2 separate regions of the Triticum aestivum genome follow, and region 2 is linked to region 1. The links are chromatin contacts, called in public HiCAR-type maps. All regions are on one chromosome and are shown on one strand. The core of a region is the stretch at or near the end of the contact, and the rest is flanking DNA. Distances in the headings are between cores, read along the strand shown. Region 1 holds the start of LOC123166106 (calcium-binding protein CBP). Region 2 holds the start of LOC123165363.

What was found. HiCAR-type assays count read pairs that join an accessible place to other places.
Region 2: a HiCAR-type map of leaf shows a contact between it and region 1, with 7 times the contacts expected there. The contact joins the promoter of LOC123165363 here to the promoter of LOC123166106 in region 1. A contact is called at or near these places in 3 of 5 Hi-C or Micro-C datasets (all in leaf) and 1 of 1 datasets of contacts at active chromatin or transcription factors (leaf).

What each region holds. Positions count from the first base shown.
Region 1 is chr7D:86,266,627-86,273,213 of IWGSC CS RefSeq v2.1, forward strand. It overlaps LOC123166106 (calcium-binding protein CBP), which reads right to left and starts at 3,615. Exons shown (of 5, transcript XM_044583869.1): 1 at 2,928-3,615; 2 at 2,769-2,815; 3 at 2,118-2,293; 4 at 1,978-1,996; 5 at 1,613-1,891. The coding sequence starts at 3,360. The coding sequence ends at 1,787.
Region 2 is chr7D:86,456,734-86,463,327 of IWGSC CS RefSeq v2.1, forward strand. It overlaps LOC123165363, which reads left to right and starts at 4,281. Exons shown (of 9, transcript XM_044582993.1): 1 at 4,281-4,965; 2 at 5,471-5,532; 3 at 5,652-5,801; 4 at 6,547-6,594. The coding sequence starts at 4,701. It also overlaps the pseudogene LOC123171646.

The sequences.
Region 1 (6,587 bases), core at 2,365-4,864:
GAAAACAGCCCTCAAAATCTGGGTCTTGGAGGACTACGAGAGGGAGGTCTGGTCATTAAAGTACCATGTTACATTCCCAGTGACGAGCTTGTGTGACCTCCCAAATACTCCCTCCGTTCCTAAATGTAAGTCTTTTTAGACATTTCAAATGGAGTACAACATATGAATGTATGTAGACATATTTTAAAGTGTAGATTCACTATTTTGCTTCGTATGTAGTCACTTGTTGGAATCTCTAGAAAGACTTATATTTGGGAACGGAGGGAGTACAAAACATTTGGTTTTGTCCCTCAAGGGAGATGTGCTGGTCTACAATATGTCTGAATATCACATGTTCCATTGTGACAACATGGGCAAGTTGATACAAGAATTTCGATTGGAATCCGAGTCGCGGGGTTTGAGCATTACTCGACATTGTTTTAAAGAAAGCCTTGTCAAGCATGAGTTCTTTCCGAGGCGAGCAATTCAAAGTTTTTTCGGAAGGCTCTAAGCCTCTAAGGTACATCAACATACTGGTGATTCCGAATAATTTATAGATGCATATTTATATATCCATCTTTACTGTGTTTTTACGATAGTGATGAGATAATCTTTCTTTCCTTTACAAGACATGTTCCATATAAATTGTATTTTACCTATAAATCAACAGTTTCAGAATACTAGTTACATGAGTTAATAATCCACTACTCCCTCCTTCCATCTATATAGGGCCTAATGCGTTTTTTAGGCTAACTTTGATCAAGTGTTAAAGCAATAATACATGACATGCAAGTTAAACAAAGCGTACCGTCAAATTCGTAAGTTAAAGGAGCTTTCAATGATATAATTTTTACATTATACCTCTCATGTATTATTAATCTTATCAATAGTCAAAGGCGGTCTTGGAAAACACATTAGACCTTATATAGATGGAAGGAGGGAGTAAGAACTTCAAAGAAGCAAAAGAATAAGCAAAAAGAAATAAAGAAAACCGAAGAAAACAATGAAAAGAAAAAGGGGGAAATGCCTAAAAACGGAGAAAAACCGGTGAAAAACAAAACGCAAAAACCAGAGGAAAAACGGAGAAGAAACAGTGGAAAACCTGACTCGTTTTGACTTAAATTGTCCCGCTCTACTACTCTATCACGAACCCAAGGCAAGCCCATTGGCTAGCCGTGCTTGCCCTTAACCAGGAGACCAAGGTTTGAATCCCTTGTGCGCTCCCTTTTATCCTCTATTTTTCCTTTATTAACTGCGTGTCAATGGGCTGGTCCGATTACTGTAGACCCTTCAGCAACAGCACCTTCGGTCTCGCTTAATGCGAGATCTACTCTAGACCCCTTTAGCGAGAGACCTTAAGCGAGATACAGATCTACCCTCTTCCTTTGGGTTCATAGTTTTGTAATTTTTTTAATTTGACCTTATAAATTGCATGTGGTTCGGTGCCAATGCCATGTGGTGCTGCGTGCAGCTATGGCGGTGAGCGGCGTGAGAGAGAACGGGAACAAAAAGGAGACGAGGAACAGATAGCGGTCAGGACGGTGCTTGGACAAGAGCGATTGGCGTCTGCATGGGGCCCGCAGGGGCACGTGGCGACCTTGCCTGGTGACCGCCGCGCGACGCATATCGGCAGTTCGATTCCAACCATTAACTTTTTCTTATTCACATACACAGTTTCTTTCTTTTTTTGCGAATATATTCACATACACAGTTGTGAAACAAAACGCTCAAAATTAACGGAACTGTAATCGATCCCACAAACTTAAAACTGTACTCCTTTGCGTGGGCAAACAGACACCAGGACTATCTAAGGTACAATGAAGGGGACGACCATTGACAAGAAGCCGTCATAGGTAAGAGCTGCTGAGCCGGTGTAGCGCGTGTCATTCTCCTTGAATTTTTCAGTCAGACCCTGCATAGAACAACACAGCAGCGAAAAATCCATCAGCAAACATTTGAAACTTTGATTACATAGTTGATTATTAATTGGGGACGTACCTTCACAACCATTCCGCACCTTCAAGATCGAAGCCGAAATGCAAAACAAAACATTAATTAGTTCTGTAAGTATGTTATAGAGTATTGGCTGAATTAGATTACTTTGTGTGTGAGATATACTTGGGACTCCATATACTTACTCCACAAAGTTGTCGAAGTCTAGGGCGCCGCGGTGGGAAACACCATTGTTGTAGTTAGCTATGAGAAGATCAATGACCGAAGGTGGCACCGCGTATCCGAGGCCGCGAAGAGCTTCTCTCAACTCATCGGAGTCGATCTTTCCGCTGCGGTCCCTATCGTATCTGTCGAAAACGACCTAGGACAGTGCCATGAAGAACAGAAATAAGTCACATGCTGATGGTGATAGATGGATGGGGAAAAATAGCAGATCATTGACAGAGGTTGACAAATCTTATTTTATTTTTCATTTTGATTTGACTTCCCTCATGAAAAATTCAGTTGCAGTATTAGATGGGCAATAATTCCATGAGCATCATAAGTTCATAACATGATTGGGTAAACAGCTGTTCCTTACAGGGAAACAGGGTCTCCACCTTCTCGTTTGATAAAAAAAAAAGTACACTTGCAGTATTCAGCATATTCCTATGCAACGAAGACAAGGTCGATGATAATTTATTTATGATTTTGTTATCGAACTGCAAGCAATGTGAAGATATGCAGGGAGAAAACAGAGCTTCAGAAACTGAATGCGCACACTCTGTTTCATTCGAGAGCATACATACTGTAATTCAGAGTTAAACGATAGCAAGCAAATTGACAGTAGCACTCACCCGCCATTGCCCAAGGCAGTTCCACAGCGTCACGAACTCCGTTGGCCCTGCAACAAACATCGTTCGGAAGCAGCAAGAAATCAGTACTTGATTATGCTGAAACAGTGCCGAAAGAGATGCAGATTTTGTTGTGGGTGTATAGGCGTGTGCTCTGCTTACCCATCCGGGAGCGCGGGGAGGAGGCGAGCTGGGCGTCACTGAAGAGGAACATGAGGAGGCGGACGGTGCGGATGCTGAAGCGGTGGTGCGCGTCGGAGAGCGCGGCCTGCAGCTCCCCCTCGTCGATGCTGCCGCTGCCGTCGCGGTCGGCGGCCCGGAATGCACGCTCCACGTCCGGGTGCGTCCCCGGCGGGAACGCCACGGCTCCTCCGAAGCCTCCTCCCATCGGCGGCGGGTAGCCTCCTTGGCCGTGGCCGTAGCCGTAGCCGTACGGCGAGGAGGAGGAGGGCGTGGGCGCGGGAGGCGCCGAGGGCGCGTGACCGTATCCTTGGCCGTTGCCGTACGGCGAGGAGGAGAGCGTGGGCGCGTAGCCGTAGTTCTGCTGGCCGTATCCTTGGCCGTGGACGTGGCCGTAGCGGTTGTAGTCGGCCATGGCGGGGAGGGAGGCGAGAAGGTCTGTGGGGGTTGAGGAAGACGGTGTCCGACGGCAACCGAACCGACGAAACGGCGGTGGATTCCTTCCGGGATATCAATCAAAGGGACGAAGACGTTGACGTGCGGGAGCGGTTCTAGCAGGGCTCGTTCTGGGTATATGTAGGCAAAAAGAAGAACGCGGTGGGCGTTCGCCCTCTTTCCGTGCAATCTCTTGCTGCTGGATCGTTCTTGCCGTCGTCGAGCTGATCGTTCGCGCGCAAAAACCTAGAGCGGCAGCATCAAATTGGCTTTGTCATCGTTCGCGCGTTCTACTGGAAGCTTCTTGTGGGGTGCTTAGTGCGCAAGAGGAGAAGGCGTGTGCGGCATGGCTAAGCAAACCATACGCGCGCGGGTGCTGCCAAGACGCGTACGTGCGTGTGCGCCTGAGCTTCCTCAGGCATTTCTTTTTCCTCGGCGTCTACCGGCCGCCGCCGACTGCAAGTGTGTCTATCCGTTACTGTTTTTGGCGGAAAGGTCAATTGCAATCCAGAAGTTAAGCCGGCTAGAGAGAACAACCATGGTCACGCACTCTGGCGGGATCCTTGTGTGTGGGGATAAAGGACGATTTCTTCGATGTTGTCTATTCTGATCGTGGTCGTTCTTTTTGTCTCTCGTTGTGTTTCAACTTTCAACGCAACATTGAAAAATCATGGGAGATCTTATATTTTGCATTTGGAGGCCTCCATGAAGCTCGGCCTTCAAAAGCAATTTCCGCACCAAGGACTACAAGCTTGAGTACAGCTCGGACATTATATACGTGCAGGACGCAGGACGCCGGGTTCAATTTCCAACAGGAGACTCGATCGTTACTGAATTGACTCGATGCTCTTGGCTTAACGCAATGGCCCGGGCGTGTGCAGCAATTGAGGTAAGAACACAGCTCCGCGACCTTGACCCACTGACATGTCGCGGTCTAATTTATCACCCGTATGATTAATTTGTACAAATTTATATGCTACAATATAGGCTGGATGGGTTCTTCATTGTCCCACTCATCATATTATTATTACTACAAAAAGGGCCCGTGCGTTGCAACAAAGAAAAAAAAACATAATCTTCAATGGCCATGATCACATTTTGCTGCCTCACCGAGATACACTGCCATTCTCAATTTCATGAAATCATGAACATTCTTTTAAACTCGTGCACAAATTTGAAATCGTGAAAAAAATTCATGAACACTTATATAAATTTTCAAACATTTTCTAAAATCAAGAACATTTTTTGAATTCATGAACATTTTATACTTTTTAAAAAAATGAAAAAATAAAGAATTTTTTTGAATCACCGAACACTTTTTTGGAAATAGGTGGAACAATTTATGAATTTCGTGAAGAATTTTTGAATTTGCAAAAGTTTGCTCAATTTCACTAACATTTTTAATTCATGAATTGTTTTAAAAATCATGAACATTTTATTATTTCCTGAATATTTATTTACAAAATTTCAAACATTTTCTGAATAAGCAAACATTTTTTTACAAAACCACAAACATTTTTTGATTTATTAAAATTTCATTTCAAAATTATCATTTTTTTAAAATTTGCTAAAAAAATTGAAGTCTCAAATTATTTAAAGTATAAAAAAAGAAAAAGGGAAATTTAAAAAAACAGGCTTCCCGGACATAGGCTGTCCCAAACGGGTCGCTGCATCTTCTCCCAGCGCGTGAAGCGCGGCATAGGAGGTCTCTACTGCATGGGTCGTCCCATGCGTAGGATCCCCCTCTATGAAATGTTGCTTATCACTTATAGGTAGCATACCCCTCAAAAAAACTTGTAGGTGGCAATGATGGGTAATATTTTGCGGCTTTGGAGGCAATTTTCATGACATACCGCCAGAATCAATAACCCCTTTATTATTATTGGGTATTAGGTATAGATTAATCATATAGTAACTTTTTGGTTTATTTATTCAAGCACAACAAAAATATATCACATTATCTCTGTGTTTGCATGTAAAGAATCTCGTCACATACTACACTATGGGTAAAACAGTCTTTTTAGTTCAAACTTAACACCATTATTCGTCAAAAATGACGGAAGTGTAACATATGGAACAAAATGAAGTTTGAGTGTCAAAAAGGGAGGGGAACAATCCAGACGAGGTAAGAGTGAATGATCTTTTTCGTGATTTCCATCGTAAGAAGATCGACTTGTAGAAATCTAAAAATGGGGAGAAAAGGAAGAGGCAGGCTGAGCTGACTCTTGTTCAATATCATTCTCATGATGTGTGGTGCAAAGAGAAGATTCTTGTGGAAATACCTTCTTTCTAGCTTGATCAATTTCTGTAAGAATGAAGCTAGTGACATTAAACTTCTGGCTCTTCATTATGAAGACAACTACATGCCAAGACCCTTTACTCCAAGTAGATTGCATCTGCATTTCCTTGGGGAAGAAAGTTCCATCAGACGGTAGCTTAGCCATTCATCAGATACATGTCGGAGATCCTTCTCTTGCGTAATAGTAATATCGATTGTTCCTCTACGAGAGTCAAGTGAACAAAGCCAATTACACAGTGAGTGATTATACCGAGACTAAGAAACAGCTAGCAGTAAAACTTTGGGCCAAAAAGGGAAGCAAATTTTAAGAAAAGGGCCAAATAAGGACTTCTCTCAATGTGAATGGTGAATTTCCTAGTATGTGTCCGTTTTTTTGCTACTGTGAATGGTGAATGCTGCTAATATGCCTCAATTTTTTGCTAGTGTCAATGGTGAATGGTGCTAGAGGATATTCATAAATCTTTTTCGTTATCATATTCGACAAGAAACTGTTCGAAACAACCAAGCATTAACAATTCAACACACAATTTCAACCCAAGGACATCATAGACATTTCAGCACACAACTCGTACCACAATCTCAAGCAGTTATCTTGAAAAAGCATTGGACCATAGATTCTATGGCCAGTTTCCCAGAATCTAACTCCAGAGAATTAGAAGCTGGAAAGAATTAGGCCCATAGGTGGATGGCGGAGTGGGAGTGTCCATATGGCGAAACGCTTTCGCGTTCCGAGCATTCCAAATCTCTCAGAGAAGCAGGAGGATGGATCGCTGGCACGGTTTATATCTGGATTTACAAAAACTCTACACTTACGGAGCACCTACGAATACTTCTTACGCCAATTAAATGTTTCCATCTCAATCCGTAACAACAATTCCGTAGAATTTTCCCGTAGATGTAGCAAAGCT
Region 2 (6,594 bases), core at 3,031-5,530, 190 kb after region 1:
GAGGATCTCCACAAGTACAACCTGCCATGTGCATTTGCATTCCAAAAGCAAATTATTTATATGCACATCTTCAGGGGGAGCCTTTTGCTACTTATGAAGACAATACCTTAATCTTTTACAATTTCATATACTTTAATCCCCGTTGAAAACTTCTAACAGTTTGTCATCAATCACCAAAAAGGGGGAGATTGTAAGTGCATCTAGTGCCACCCCTAGTTGGTTTTGGAGTATTGACGACAAACCTGGTCGAGGGACTAATGTGTTTGTGAGAATTGCAGGATAACACAGGTAGTAGTCCCTCATTGATTCGGTTTACCTACCGGAGATGACCCCTAAAAATGTATGAAGACATTGAAGACAATGGTGGTATGTGAAGATATTCACATTGAAGACTATGACAAGAGAAGACATCACGTGAAGACTATGGAGCGCGAAGACTTAGTTGTTTCGTTGTTTCCTTTTTCTTCTTTGTTGAGTCATAGGAACCACCGTACTGTTAGGTGGGGTCCAAGTGAACAAAGTCAGAGTCACTGAAGTGATGCTCAACCAAATCATATGTCTTCGAGCGAAGACAATGAGAGCAAACCTTATCCAGAGTTGGATGAGTCACTTGTAGCCCAAGTCAAGCTGCCGCGTGTGTTTGAAATCTGACCGTTGGAACACGTGTCAGTTCCTTAGTGACCCAGGGTCATTTCAGACAAATCAGGTCGGGTTGCCTAGTGGCTATAAATAGCCCACCCCCTACACCATAAATTGGTGGCTGCTCAGAGTTAGTGCACGGCTTTTGTCGTTTGAGAGCAACCCACCTCCGAAGCTTTTGAGAGAGAGAAATCCTTGCGAGGACAAAGCCCAAACACCCAGAGCCAAAGAGTGTTAGGCATCACTGAAGTCTTTCTGTCCGCGTGACCTGAAGACTTGTTACACTTGAGGACTGTGAATCCTCCAGCCGGTTAGGCGTCGCGTTCTGAGCATCCAAGAGTCATTGTGGATCGCCGGTGAACGAAGTCTGTGAAGGTTTGGAAGTCTACCTTGAAGACTTACCAGAGTGATTGGGCGAGGACTGGGTGTCCTTAGCTCAAGAGGAATAAGGTGAAGACACGGTCTTCTGAGTTGAATCTCAGCCTCCCTAACCAGACGTACAGTTGTCACAGCAACTGGAACTGGTCCAACAAATCCTTTGTCCTCATCAAGTGACTGGTTCTATCCTCTCCCTCTCTTTACTTACAGTTTGTCTTCGTGAAGTCATTGCCTGTTTGACTTCACTGTGTGACTACTATTGTTGTTTGGCTTCATACCATCTTCCATCCTGATCTTTTCTACCTAGCTGCTATTAGTCTTCGTGCTTTCACTTCATTGAATACTTGTCTATGGCTTGCTTAGTGTAGTCTACCTTCCGCTGCATGTTTATATGTTCATTTCTATCGTTTGTCTTTGAAACTCCCATGTTTTGAAGACTTTCATAAAAATCGCCTATTCACCCCCCCTCTAGTCGATAACTAGCACTTTCAGGTAGAAATACATCCGATGAAGTTATCATTTTGTCATGAGATTTTATTGGTCTGTGTACTAGCGAGAATGAAGCTGAGCTCCGTGTCTACCTCTCAGACCTTTATATCGGTATCACCCTTCACAGTATTTTTTTAGACTGACTATGCTTTTGTTCACTCTCTCCTTGCAAATGAGAAGCCTGACAGGTCTCCTCTTGTTGATCTGAAGAAAGAGGCTCTGAGTATCTTCAGGACGATCCAAGATTTTGAAATTTCCTAAATTTATCAGCTTGCTAATGGGGTGGCACATGAGATTGCTAAGTTTAGTTTTAGTACTAGGTCTGATGGGGTTCTTGTTAATATTGTTCCGCCCTGCTTGTGGCATATGTTGTAATGAATGATTGTAATAACATTTTTTATTAGTTAATACATGGCGTGTTTTTCAAAAAGAAAAACTTTCCTCACCATTTTGCATTGGTTTTGCCATCTGGGCTTTACATAGAAACCTAGTCGGAAGCCTATTTCAAGATTTAAAATCAATAGTCTATTATTTTCCACACCGAATATAGCATGTCTTAATCTGACTCTACATAAAGTGGATATTTGCATTTTCATAATCAATCGTTTAAGGTTTTCGCATCATCAAATGTTTTTTTTCTCCTGAAAACAGTCTTGCACACAGCTTGTGATTTGGTGGAGCATGCGTGAGTGGTTCATAATTAGAGCATGTGTCCGAATAAGCTGAATTTAATTTTGAATTTTCTATTTCAAAACTTTATTATGTTTGGATTGTTATCTATGTTTGAAATATTATTTCATTAAAATATGTACTTTTGAATTGTTGATGCATGCGTCTGAATAAGCTGAATTTAAATTTAAACTTTTTATTTCAAAACTTTATTATGTCTGGATTGTGATTTATATTTGAAATAATGTTTCGTTGAAATATTAACTTTGAATTTTGAGCGGGCTGTTATCATTGCTCTATGTGACAAGATAACATTCGAAATGCCACTATTGTGGCAGTGCTACCATTTGTGTCCGTCTCGTATATTCGCTCCGGGTTCCGCCAACCTCGAAACAATCCGCACCTGCAAATGCATAGTAGAATATTCGTTCGGTCCTTGATTCACATCCCAGTTAAAAAAGAACTTTCGTCCTCAACGAACAAAGAGAGCCGTCGTCCATGTGGCCGGTCGCCGCACGCGACGGGACACCTTTGGCCCACGCGACCTCGTTTGGACCGTGGCAGCCAGCCGCGCGACGGGACCGATCGAGGCCGAGGCTGCCACGGCGGATCCACGCCGATGCACTGTCAGGACTCAGGACTGGATCGGCACCCCCGTGGCCGTGGCCGGGTCAAACTCCGACGTTGCGTGTCACGCCAATCGGCGGCACCGCGTCCACGACGTGGACGACGACGACGACTTCCGTCTATAACGGTGCAGCTGCCTGCAGGAGCCACGTTTGCCTCACGTTTGAAACGGCGGTGATGATAACGCGGTATATCTATCCGTCCGTCTGACGTGTACCCGAGGTGGAGGCGATTTGTCATCACTCATCAACGAGATAACGCTCGCACCGTTTCCACGTCACGCGTATCTTCTGGTGCTGCGGAATCAAGAAGGATGGCCGCTCGTCAATTAGGAAAAATCATTATGGTGCTAACCGTGCGAGTGGGCAGAAGAACGGATTTTTGCAAGGGCATGACAGGGTTTATCCACTCTTAAGTCTTATCACCATGTAGTAAACTAAAAACTACTGTAGCATCGTTACCAATAAGCTACGTTACATTCGCTCGCAAAAAAGAAAAATGATACGTACATCTTCCAAGGAAAAAGTGGGCACTGGGTGGTGATAGCTCCATCTACGGCCTGGGCCAAAAGTTCTCTTCAGAAAATTCAGAAGCAACAAAACGATCGAACAAAAAGCCAGAGGCACAGCCCGAACTGGAACGAATGACAGAGATGGCCACACGTACGCCCCTACGTGCGTCTCCCTCCTCCAGGTCCAGCTGGAACTGGATAGGAATAGGATAACACCGGCTTGATCAGCAGCTCGCCCTGTAGGAGGAAGACATGCTGAAGAGGCTCCCGTTCGCATCGCACTGGCCCGGTCCGTCTACGACGGCGACGCCGAATGCCGTCGTGCATGTGCCGTTTGCACCCACCCCTGCAGAGGTGGTTTGCAACTGACTGACAATGACTAAGCTAATCTTGCCCAGATTTATCAGCAAACCTACGTAACCCATCCCATCGATGCGCCACTCGCTAATAAACAACTAGTAGTATCCCGTACCAAGTTGCTGCTACTAATAAGCAAGATCAAACAGAAAGTGGCCGCCGGATGATAGCTCCGTCCACGGCCTGGACCAAAAGTTCTTCTCACAAAGAATATAAAAAAATCGCCCGTCCCCGACCAGAATGATGTGCGCATGCATGCCACTTGCGATTCTCAATCTCATCTAAAAAAATAAAAATAAAAATGCACGGCCTTCGAACCCTCGATTTCTCTCTTTCGTTCTCCTCTCCAGTTGGATAATGTTTCTTTTTTTAGGGGAGGCGTAGGCTGCAAGTGGCAATGTTGTCCCGTATCAGGCCCACGACACTCAGCAGCCCACGCGCGAGGGGAGAAGCGGCCCACGCTCGCTTGTCTGCTTGCCCGTCCGTGAGGTGCGTATCCGTCGGTTGGCTCGCTGGTGGTGCGATTAGTCCCACATCGCTCGCGGAGGGGGCGGGAGGGGGCGAGCGGGGTATAAGAAGGGGGTGCGGGCGGACGGGAGAAGGCATCTTTGCGCTTGGGGCAATGACGCAGCTAGTGAGGTTATACCGAGGCGCGTCAATTGCTGGTTGAAAACTATTTCCAAACCCCCTCTTTGGCCCTCATGGGCTACTGAGAATTTCTGTAAGGGCTCCCTCTCTTCGGAGAGGGGAAAGCCCTACAAAACTTAATTCAAAATTTACCTTTGGCCTGATTGAACTTTGCCATACACATGATTCTGAAATTTGGATATACCTCGAGGATTGTTCTTTTTACGTATTATTATATACTCTTTTTAGCGGTCTGTCGTGAGATACGTACGCTCAGAAAACCGCTTCCCCCTCTAAACGAGAAGCCGCTTTCCCTGCTGTGTTGGCGTAATGCCCGTTACCGCATACGCATCTCCGACGACTCGACCAACTGCCCCAAAACGTTCTTCCCTTTCGCGCCTCCATGGCGCCGCCGTCGGTGTCGCGGCAGGTGGCGGAGATTGCGGCGGAGCCCGACCGCGCCGCCGCGTACGCGTGCCTCCTCCACCTGCAGCGCGCGTGCGCCGACGACCCCTCCGCCGCGGCCGACCTCGCGGCGGCCTCCCCCTCCGCCCTGCTCCCGCTCCTCCTCCGCGACGCCGCCGAAGATGACGAGGCCGTCGCCGCCTCCGCACTCAAGTGCCTCGGCTTCGCGCTCTACCACCCTGTCCTCGTCTCCACCATCTCAGGTAGTAGCACCTCCTGGTAGCCCCCATCTCGCGGTTTATGTCTGTGCCGAGTTAGGCCCAGTGAAGAAATCTTGGTGGAATGTGGGCGACCACCATGTTCTACTGACAATCTGGCTCCTGTCACTCCAGGCCTTGCACGGCTGTAGGTTCACCTTCCAGTCTTCCACTGATACTATATGATTAATAAACCATTGTCTCAGATCCATTTTCCCATCATCTAGCAGTTTCATCCTCACACATTGGCCTTTCAATGAGAGCTGGTAGTTTACATTTTCTTAGGAAAACGTAGAAATTTTTCATTTCATGGCAGGTACTCTGAGTACACATGCTAAAGTTGGAGCTGATAAATTTTTGTTTTGACAGTTCATGATTTTCTACAATTAAAGAGCCTGTCCCTTTTGCTATTTTAAATCACTATACGTTGCTATCTCTTGTTTTTGATTATCATCAAATTACCTGTTGGCTTGAAGGAACAGTTATAATATTTATTTTTCTTACCCTGCAGGACAGTTGGCTCAATCGGTATTGGCTACTTTGGTTCGGCTGATCATGACCACCAAGATGAAGGTTTGTTCTGCTCACCATTTTTCGTTTTCAGGTTCTTCTTTTGTTCAGTTTTACTGGGGAGAATGTGTGTGCTCGTTCAGTAATTGAGTTCCTATTTCTTCTCTTAATTGTTATTACAGGCTATTTGTAATCTTGCAGTCTGGTGCATTTCTGTTCAACAATTGGAGGCTTCGGTGGTAGAGGATGGAGTAACTCCCTTGCTCAATGCTATTGTTTATGCCCTTGACAATCCATTTGGTTCTTTGTCTACAACATTTGAGGCTGTTCAGGTTTTCTTCCTACTTAAACTGCGTTCTACTGCATTACCTCTCTTTTGTTTGGTGAACTAAGTAATTAATCTCATAGTATGCCTATCTCTGGTTTGTTGAGCAGAGTAATTAATCTCATAGTATGTTTCTTATAGCAATAAAACAGTTCATGTGAATGATTTCTTTGCAGCATAATGTATTGCCAGTGACCAACATAGTTGGCATCTTTTTACAATTGCTGTAACTGAAGGGGTTTACCTCCAGCCCTGCAAGACATCCGTGTAACCTTTTCCAGACAGGCTTAAGTGTTAAGACTGCCGTATTAAGATACATTCTTTCTTATGAAAACAGTTTAAGTTACTAATTAATATATATGCCCACTCTCTTGCTAATGAACTTTGAGTGAATCTGTTTAATTCTATCATCACTTGAAATTGCAATGGCAACACTCTTCAGTATGTTAATTTACTAAAATACCTAGGTAATTATTAGAGTTCATTACTCTTATATTTCACGTCTTCATCAGGGAGGAAAAACAAATTGTTCATAGATGATGTCATTAGATTTTTTCCATGCCTCACTAGTTTATTTTATGTTGCCGCACCAGCTAGAAAATCATTCAAGTCGGAGGTTTTACCTTTTTAGTATGAGCACTTTTGGCGCAAATGTGAAGCACACACTTGATTCTTGTTCCTTTTTTGTGGTTTAATGTTTTACCTGCTAGTAATACTTGAACTAAGGCCGTCTTTGAAAACTCTTTCTCAAGGCTACCATGAAACTTGCTAGTCAATATCCAAAAGGAATGAGAGACCAA